2 separate regions of the Hordeum vulgare genome follow, and region 1 is linked to region 2. A link is a contact called in public Hi-C data. All regions are on one chromosome and are shown on one strand. Each heading gives the region's core, a stretch centred on a gene start, on an enhancer-like site or on the middle of the called end of the contact. The rest is flanking DNA. Distances are from core to core; before and after follow the strand shown. Region 1 has its middle 14 kb from the start of LOC123446231. Region 2 has its middle 200 kb from the start of LOC123446230.

Region 1 (3,493 bases), core at 230-2,729, 220 kb after region 2:
GAACAAGCTACATTGACCCTTCCAGGAAACCTTTTTGGCTCTACAGTAAGTAAGGATGCAGGTGCCGGCCGCGCTAGGCTCGATGAATTAGTTTGGACTTTGGAATACACCAACAGCTTCAAACTCTCCTAACGATTTAGATGCTGGAAAGCTAGAAGCGGGCAAAATCGGGCACCGCTTTGCATCCCTAACAGTAAGGGACTGTTTCCAACATAGGAATTTCACAGGAATCAGTTCATTTCCTGCAGGAACATAAAACAAAGTCAGTGTTTTAAACTTGCACTAGAAGAGCAGTTCCAAACTTTTGAAAGAGTCTCTGTGTATATCTGTGTTGTGGCTGCAGTGGAACTGATTGTCAGACTGTCAGTTGAGGAAATGGGAATAATCTGAATTTCTGAATAAGATCATCCCCAGAAAAAAGCGGAGCAAACTGATGAGGTGATGGGCACAGCATTTTAACCATTCATCAACACGTATGGCAATATGTTTTCTTATTTCGTTACTTCCTGCCATTTCAAATAACATCAAAAGTAATCGATCTTTGTGTGCCTGCATATATTTGTACTATGCACATATTCAGACTATGTATTGTGTCATCGGTTGACAGACATAAGTTGCCATCTCCTTCACGAAATTTGGGGGTGTGGGGGTGGAGGGGACCCTAAGGGGTATCCTCAGGAGCAAGCATACAATTATGCATTGAAGGTGAGGCATATAGTAGTGTAAGGATAATGTCATCATCAAGTATTTAATTGCTCTTTAATAGACAGGTGATGTGTGAACTAAGGGGAGATCTGAAGGCACACACAAGTGTCATGCATCAATCTAATTTGAATTCATAAACAATTGCCATTGACCGGAGGAAACTTCACTTTCCAGTTCTTTTAAATACTCCTTCCGTCCCAAAATAAGTGACTCAAAAGTGTCTCAACTTTATATTAAAGTTAGTATAAAGTTTAGTCACTTATATTGGGACGGAGGGAGTACTTTTTATCAGTTTTCCCATACAAAAATTATCAGTAAAATGGTTTGGTTTATTATGCCAACCAAAGAACTATCTCATATAACGCGTCAAAAAAAAGTATCTCATATAACTTTGTATACTTCTACGGAAACTAAGCTCTTGTTTGACAAGTCCCCAGCGCCTGCTATGCTAGAAAATCAAGGAATTTATGCAAATGCCACATAGCGCTGTTGCAACTTCTTACTACCATATTTAAAATCTGATGAGTCAATAATTAAAACTGAACCATTTAATCATGGGAAAGTGGAAACACTAATTAAAGTAACCTGCATGGTTATTCAACAAATTACAGTCACCTAATTCATTCAAGAAATTACCGTTCTGCTCCGACTAGTATTCGCTTTAGAATTCCAATTTCCAAATATCTCTTTCAGTGTACTAATCACCCATTAGTGCAATAGGTACTCGCTGGTCCAGATTTTGCCTTGGATTAAAGGTGACATATGGAGGAAACATAACACAGGGACATGACAGTAGATGACTTAATTAGGTGGTGCTAAAAGGATGCCTGTTGACAGACAGATGTAACAATGTCTGCCAGAGAGTTAAAACTAGTGAGTATCAACACTTGAATGCTTAAATAATACGTACTACCTCCGATCCATAAAAAGTGTCACAGTTTTGAACTAGCACCAGTTTAAAACTGACTGCGACACTTATTTTGGATCGGAGGGAGTATTACATATTTATTTAATCTGCAACTGAAGCACTAATTACTTGGAGAAAAATAAAGGATTTCCAGTGAGAGGAATAAAATACTTCATCTATTGAAAAGCAAGACTGGAACCAGCTGTGTAGACCATACGCAGCTGCTGATACAAAATTAAAGAGCCTGAGGTATACATTACTAGCAAGTGAACAACCAGCGCTAATGGCTCAAAAGGTGGTCACAAAAAGGACACCCCTAAACAGTGCTTTAACTTGTTCATATCTCAGTTCACATGAAAGTACTAGTGTACAATAGGATCAGCCTACAGAGTTAGCTGCTTACCTCCCAACCACTAACCAAATCAACACCACAAGGACCACCTCAGCCAGCCAACTCTTTTGTAGTTGAGGACTTGACCCAAAGGCACCACTGGCAATGCCCTCAGCCTTCAGTTGAGACTTACCACCTGTTACTTGCATCTTATTGTTGCAAGAATGTGATGGATACCATTCTCCAACAAATGTTTTCAAACTCAGAGGATTAGTCTATAAGTGTACAGGGAGCAACAAGTTGCAGCATATCAGTGCACACAGATATTTCTGACTGACAGAAAGGTAGCAAATTACAGGGTACAGTACTTGTACCAGTAACTGCTTCGAGTTGCTGGACGTCACATATATCTGTATGAATGATAGCATAGTGTAAAAGGAGATGCATAAATCGAAGATAACTGCAAAGCTTGCTAAAAAGAAAAAGGTCAAATTTTATCCCCTAAACTATTGTCTTGACTCACTCCCTCTTTTCAAATTTTATTTAGCCTCACTTGGCCAGGGAATTGGATGTACAACCCCACCACTTGGGCACCTGTCAACAAAACATGCCATTGAATTTGTATATAAAAATATTCACAACCAAAAACCATACCATTAAATTTGTATTTAAAACTAGTAACCGAGGGGGTCTAAATTCATTTAAAAAAATAGAATTTACAACCTGTGCCAAAAAGGTAACATATTTACTTTTGTTTCTACCACAACACAAATAATCAACAAAAATAGCCAAAATTTACATGTATATACTTCGCCTGGCAAAAAAGATGATAAAGGGCGGATTTATTGACACAATAAAGCATCAGAGGATACACAACGAGCGTTCATTTGGATTCTTTTAAAGATGTACCTGCTATGATACAAATGACCACTTTGCACAAATACTTTATAATTATAACCTAGAAATAGAAGTGGGGCCTTTAGCTATTCACACCCCTGAATCCTCCGAAATACCATTGATCATTACATAGCAAGTCAAATGCAGGATGCTACTGTTTGAGCAATGAGAGATGTCATTAGGTAACTCGGTAATGCACACATAAAACAAACAAAATACAACATGATCCTCATAATTGCATGTTACCTGTCGCATCATAGGCACGCCTACATTTAATAGCAAAAAAGAATTGTAACCAATTATTAAATGGACATTTTCCCCACAAGCATGCTATCAGTAGGCCCCCTTGATATGGTGGACAAGAGGCTATGCAACATGTCACAATGCCTGCCATGTGTTCCTGCTATGTGTAGAGGCCCTATGCTATATCAGAGGACTTGATTAACATGCCAATTCATTTGGCATGATTTAGGGTATGTATTCATTCATACTGAAATGTGGCGCTATCGGCCTGTCAGGAAGATTAATGTAAACTCGTCGTTGCAGGTCCATATTTAAAAAAAAATGAGAGATGCGGCTCCATCAAGTGATTGTGCCCTTTTACAAAGAAAATCTGGGGGAAGTAACTGCCAACTGCCAGTTATGGTAACAGT
Region 2 (3,113 bases), core at 36-2,535:
GGCTTTGTCCCTAGTGGAGGGTATAATTATAAGTAGGTGTTTGTTCACATAAGAATAGTACCTTAGCTCTAGTCCATCTACATAACGTTATCAAGACAATGAATATGAAGTCAATGAATCATGATGAAAGTGTGTCTTTAAGAACATTTTAATCACTATAAGAAGTATTACCAGCTTGTTCATCAATATGAGGTAAAATAATATTTAACGCCTACTGCATCAAATTGATCAAATTTCGCACACACGATCCCTCAAACGCGAGAATTGGACCGGTCCACTCCACCATAGCAATCTAGCAGGTTTTGGGAACCTTCCCTGAACCGGTTTCTTTTGTACCGGTTTAGTTATTTTATTTAGTGTGTTTTCTTTTTCATTTTTTGGTTTCTTTCTTCTTGATTTTTTAATAATTTTGTTCTTTTTGTTTTTTGTCTCTTTTTCAAGTTCGTATTTTTCATGTTTGCTTTTTCTAAAAAAATCGCAAATTTCAAAGATGTTTAACATACTCAAACATTTTATTTAATGTGTATTTTTCAAAAACATAAAATTTTCTTCATGTTTTAAAAAATGTTCATTTTCCAAAAGTTCAAATTTTTGAAATTTATTCATGGTTTCCAAAAAGTTTGAAGTTTCGAAATTTTTATTATTTTTTCCAAATATTGTGTAGATTTTAAAAAATTTACATGTTTGCAAAAATGTTCACAGCTTCAATATTTATTCATGCAATCAAAAAATTTGGTAATGTTTTTTGTTCTCATCTTTCAAAATTTGTTCACATGTTCAGAAAATGTTCGAAATTTCCAAAATTGTTCATATTTTCCGGAGTATTTGGAATTTTGAATTTTGTTCACATTTTTTAAATGGCAAAGTATAAAAAAAATCATGTTTCTCGAAAATTCTTTGCAATTTTAAAATATGTTTGTGTTTTTTGAAGGTTCAGAGTTTCAAAAAAATCATGATTTTTTTTCTCATTTTCAAAAATTTGAAAATGTGTTCCAATTTTCCAGATTGCTCATGTTTTCAACTTTTTGCTCACGGCGTTGAAAAATGTTCGCGTTTCAAAAAGTATTCAGTTGTTTCACAAAAAAACTCGTTTGATATTTGAGAAATCTTTGAAATCTATGGATATCCCTAGTTTCTAAAGTGCCGCGCTACTCATTGATAAAGGATGCTTGCTTGGTGCATTGGTATGCTGCTGCGTGTTAGGTTTTGTGTTCGACTAACAGCAAGAGCACTAAATTTTGGAATTTTGCAAACTGCGGTCCTGCTGTTGGGCCGGCCCAGGTGCCTTTTTGAGTGTGCGTCCAGCTCTGGTATTTGGTGCATAATGTGGTAGATAGGAGCTCCCAGGAGGTCTCGTGCTCGCATGCACATTTGAGTTTTCTAGGCTTTTTGCTACCGTCGCTTGCGGTCTCACAACAAAAGACGAACCATATTTTGCTTATTTTATTTTCATAAAAAATGAAACTGAAAAAGTTTGTGGATTTAAAATAAAGTTCATGGATTTAAAATGTTCATTAATAACGGATGCTTGCTTGGTGCATTCGTATGCCGCTGCGTGTGAGAGTGTAAGGTCTTGTGTTAAAAAATACAAAACGTATTTTTCTTATAGTTTTTCATAAAAAAATGTAGCTGAAAAGAGTTTGTAGATTTAAAGTAGCCCAGGGATTTAAAATGTTCATCAATATGCTTGCTTGCTGCATTGGTATGCCGCTGCATCTAAGAGTGTAAGGTCTTCAGGGCCGGCCCTGGGGGTCCGCGGGGGCGGCCGCACGGGGCCCAAAATTTTTGAGGGCCCCCTGCATATATACGTATACTAACTTACTAATAAGTATTATAATTAATATAGAAAAAAAATTAGAAACCAAGCCTATTCTATGGCCAAGAGACAAGACAAATCATAAATGGGCTGGAGCGGAGCTCTTATCACCACGACAGGATGGATTGATCGTGCGTTCTCTGGCTCTCTCGACTCTCGTCTCCCTGCACGGCGAAGGCGATCGAGATCCCTCATCCCTATTTCCTAGCGACGCGCCGACAGGGCCGGCCCGAGGGGGGGGGTCCGCGGGGCGGCCGGACGGGCCCAAATTTTTTGAGGGCCCCCTGCATATATACGTATACTAACTTACTAATAAGTATTATAATTAATATAGAAAAAAATAGAAACCAGGCCTATTCTGTGGCCCAAGAGACAAGACAAATCACAAAATGGGCTGGAGCGGAGCTCTTATCACCACGACAGGATGGATTGATCGTGCGTTCTCTGGCTCTCTCGACTCTCGTCTCCCTGCACGGCGGCGGCGATCGAGATCCCTCATCCCTATTCCCTAGCGACGCACCGACGCACGAAGCCACGAACGCACAGCAGGAGATCCAGCGCTCCTCGACGGCAACTTCCCCCGTGGCGTTCGTCAGTCCCAAGCAGGGCCTGGTCAGTCCGTGGCGGTGGTGCGTCCCCAGGCCATGTGTGTCCCTTCTGCTGAGAGATACAAACAGGAAATAGCTAGACACTAGTTTGCAGGAGTTGCATCCAGATCTAGACCGGGAAATCAGAAAAGTTGCAGAACATTTTGAAGATGATATTTTTATTTTAGTGATTCGTCCCTGTGATTACTTCTAGTGATTCGTTTTTATTTTTTAGGTAGTTTATGCCCTAATTTTGATTCGTATTTATTTATTTTCAGAATTATTATGAAGCCTAAATCAGATGCTGCTAAAAGAAAAAAGAGGAAAGCAAATCAAAATTTGGTAGATTCACAAAGAGGATTTCTTCCTAAGTATTTTAAGAGTAACCCATCCACTTCAAAAAATCCAGATGAGTTGGCGTTAGTTTTTGTGGGAGAACCAAGTAATGTGGATCTAGAAGATGATATCCATACAGAAGACAATGTTGACATCGACGCGGACGATAACAATGTGAGTGATCATGACCATAATTCATCTCCCACGGAATCTGCTACTATTGATGAAGAACCAGTTCATGTGGATATTTATGATCCAGCAAATTGGGTTTTCCACGTAAAAAAATTGTGTCTCATTTTTTTTGCTATTTATTTCGTCAATCTATACTATTTATTTATACTATGGGGCCCTAAATTTTTGTTTCGTCCCGGACC

Evidence for each region. A called contact is a pair of places that touch in the nucleus more often than the background predicts.
Region 1: a contact with region 2 is called in a Hi-C map of leaf, with 6 times the contacts expected there. The contact joins two enhancer-like sites. A contact is called at or near these places in 3 of 6 Hi-C or Micro-C datasets (leaf and seedling).

The regions. Positions count from the first base shown.
Region 1 is chr4H:121,098,577-121,102,069 of MorexV3_pseudomolecules_assembly, forward strand. No RefSeq gene overlaps it. Among protein-coding and RNA genes, the nearest start is that of LOC123446231, 14 kb to the right of the region's middle. Within about 2 kb of position 1,480, at least 1 of the 3 cell types and tissues checked has open chromatin away from gene starts, as enhancers often do. A contact at or near this core is called in leaf, where this site is marked.
Region 2 is chr4H:120,876,921-120,880,033 of MorexV3_pseudomolecules_assembly, forward strand. No RefSeq gene overlaps it. Among protein-coding and RNA genes, the nearest start is that of LOC123446230, 200 kb to the right of the region's middle. Within about 2 kb of position 1,286, at least 2 of the 3 cell types and tissues checked have open chromatin away from gene starts, as enhancers often do. A contact at or near this core is called in leaf, where this site is marked.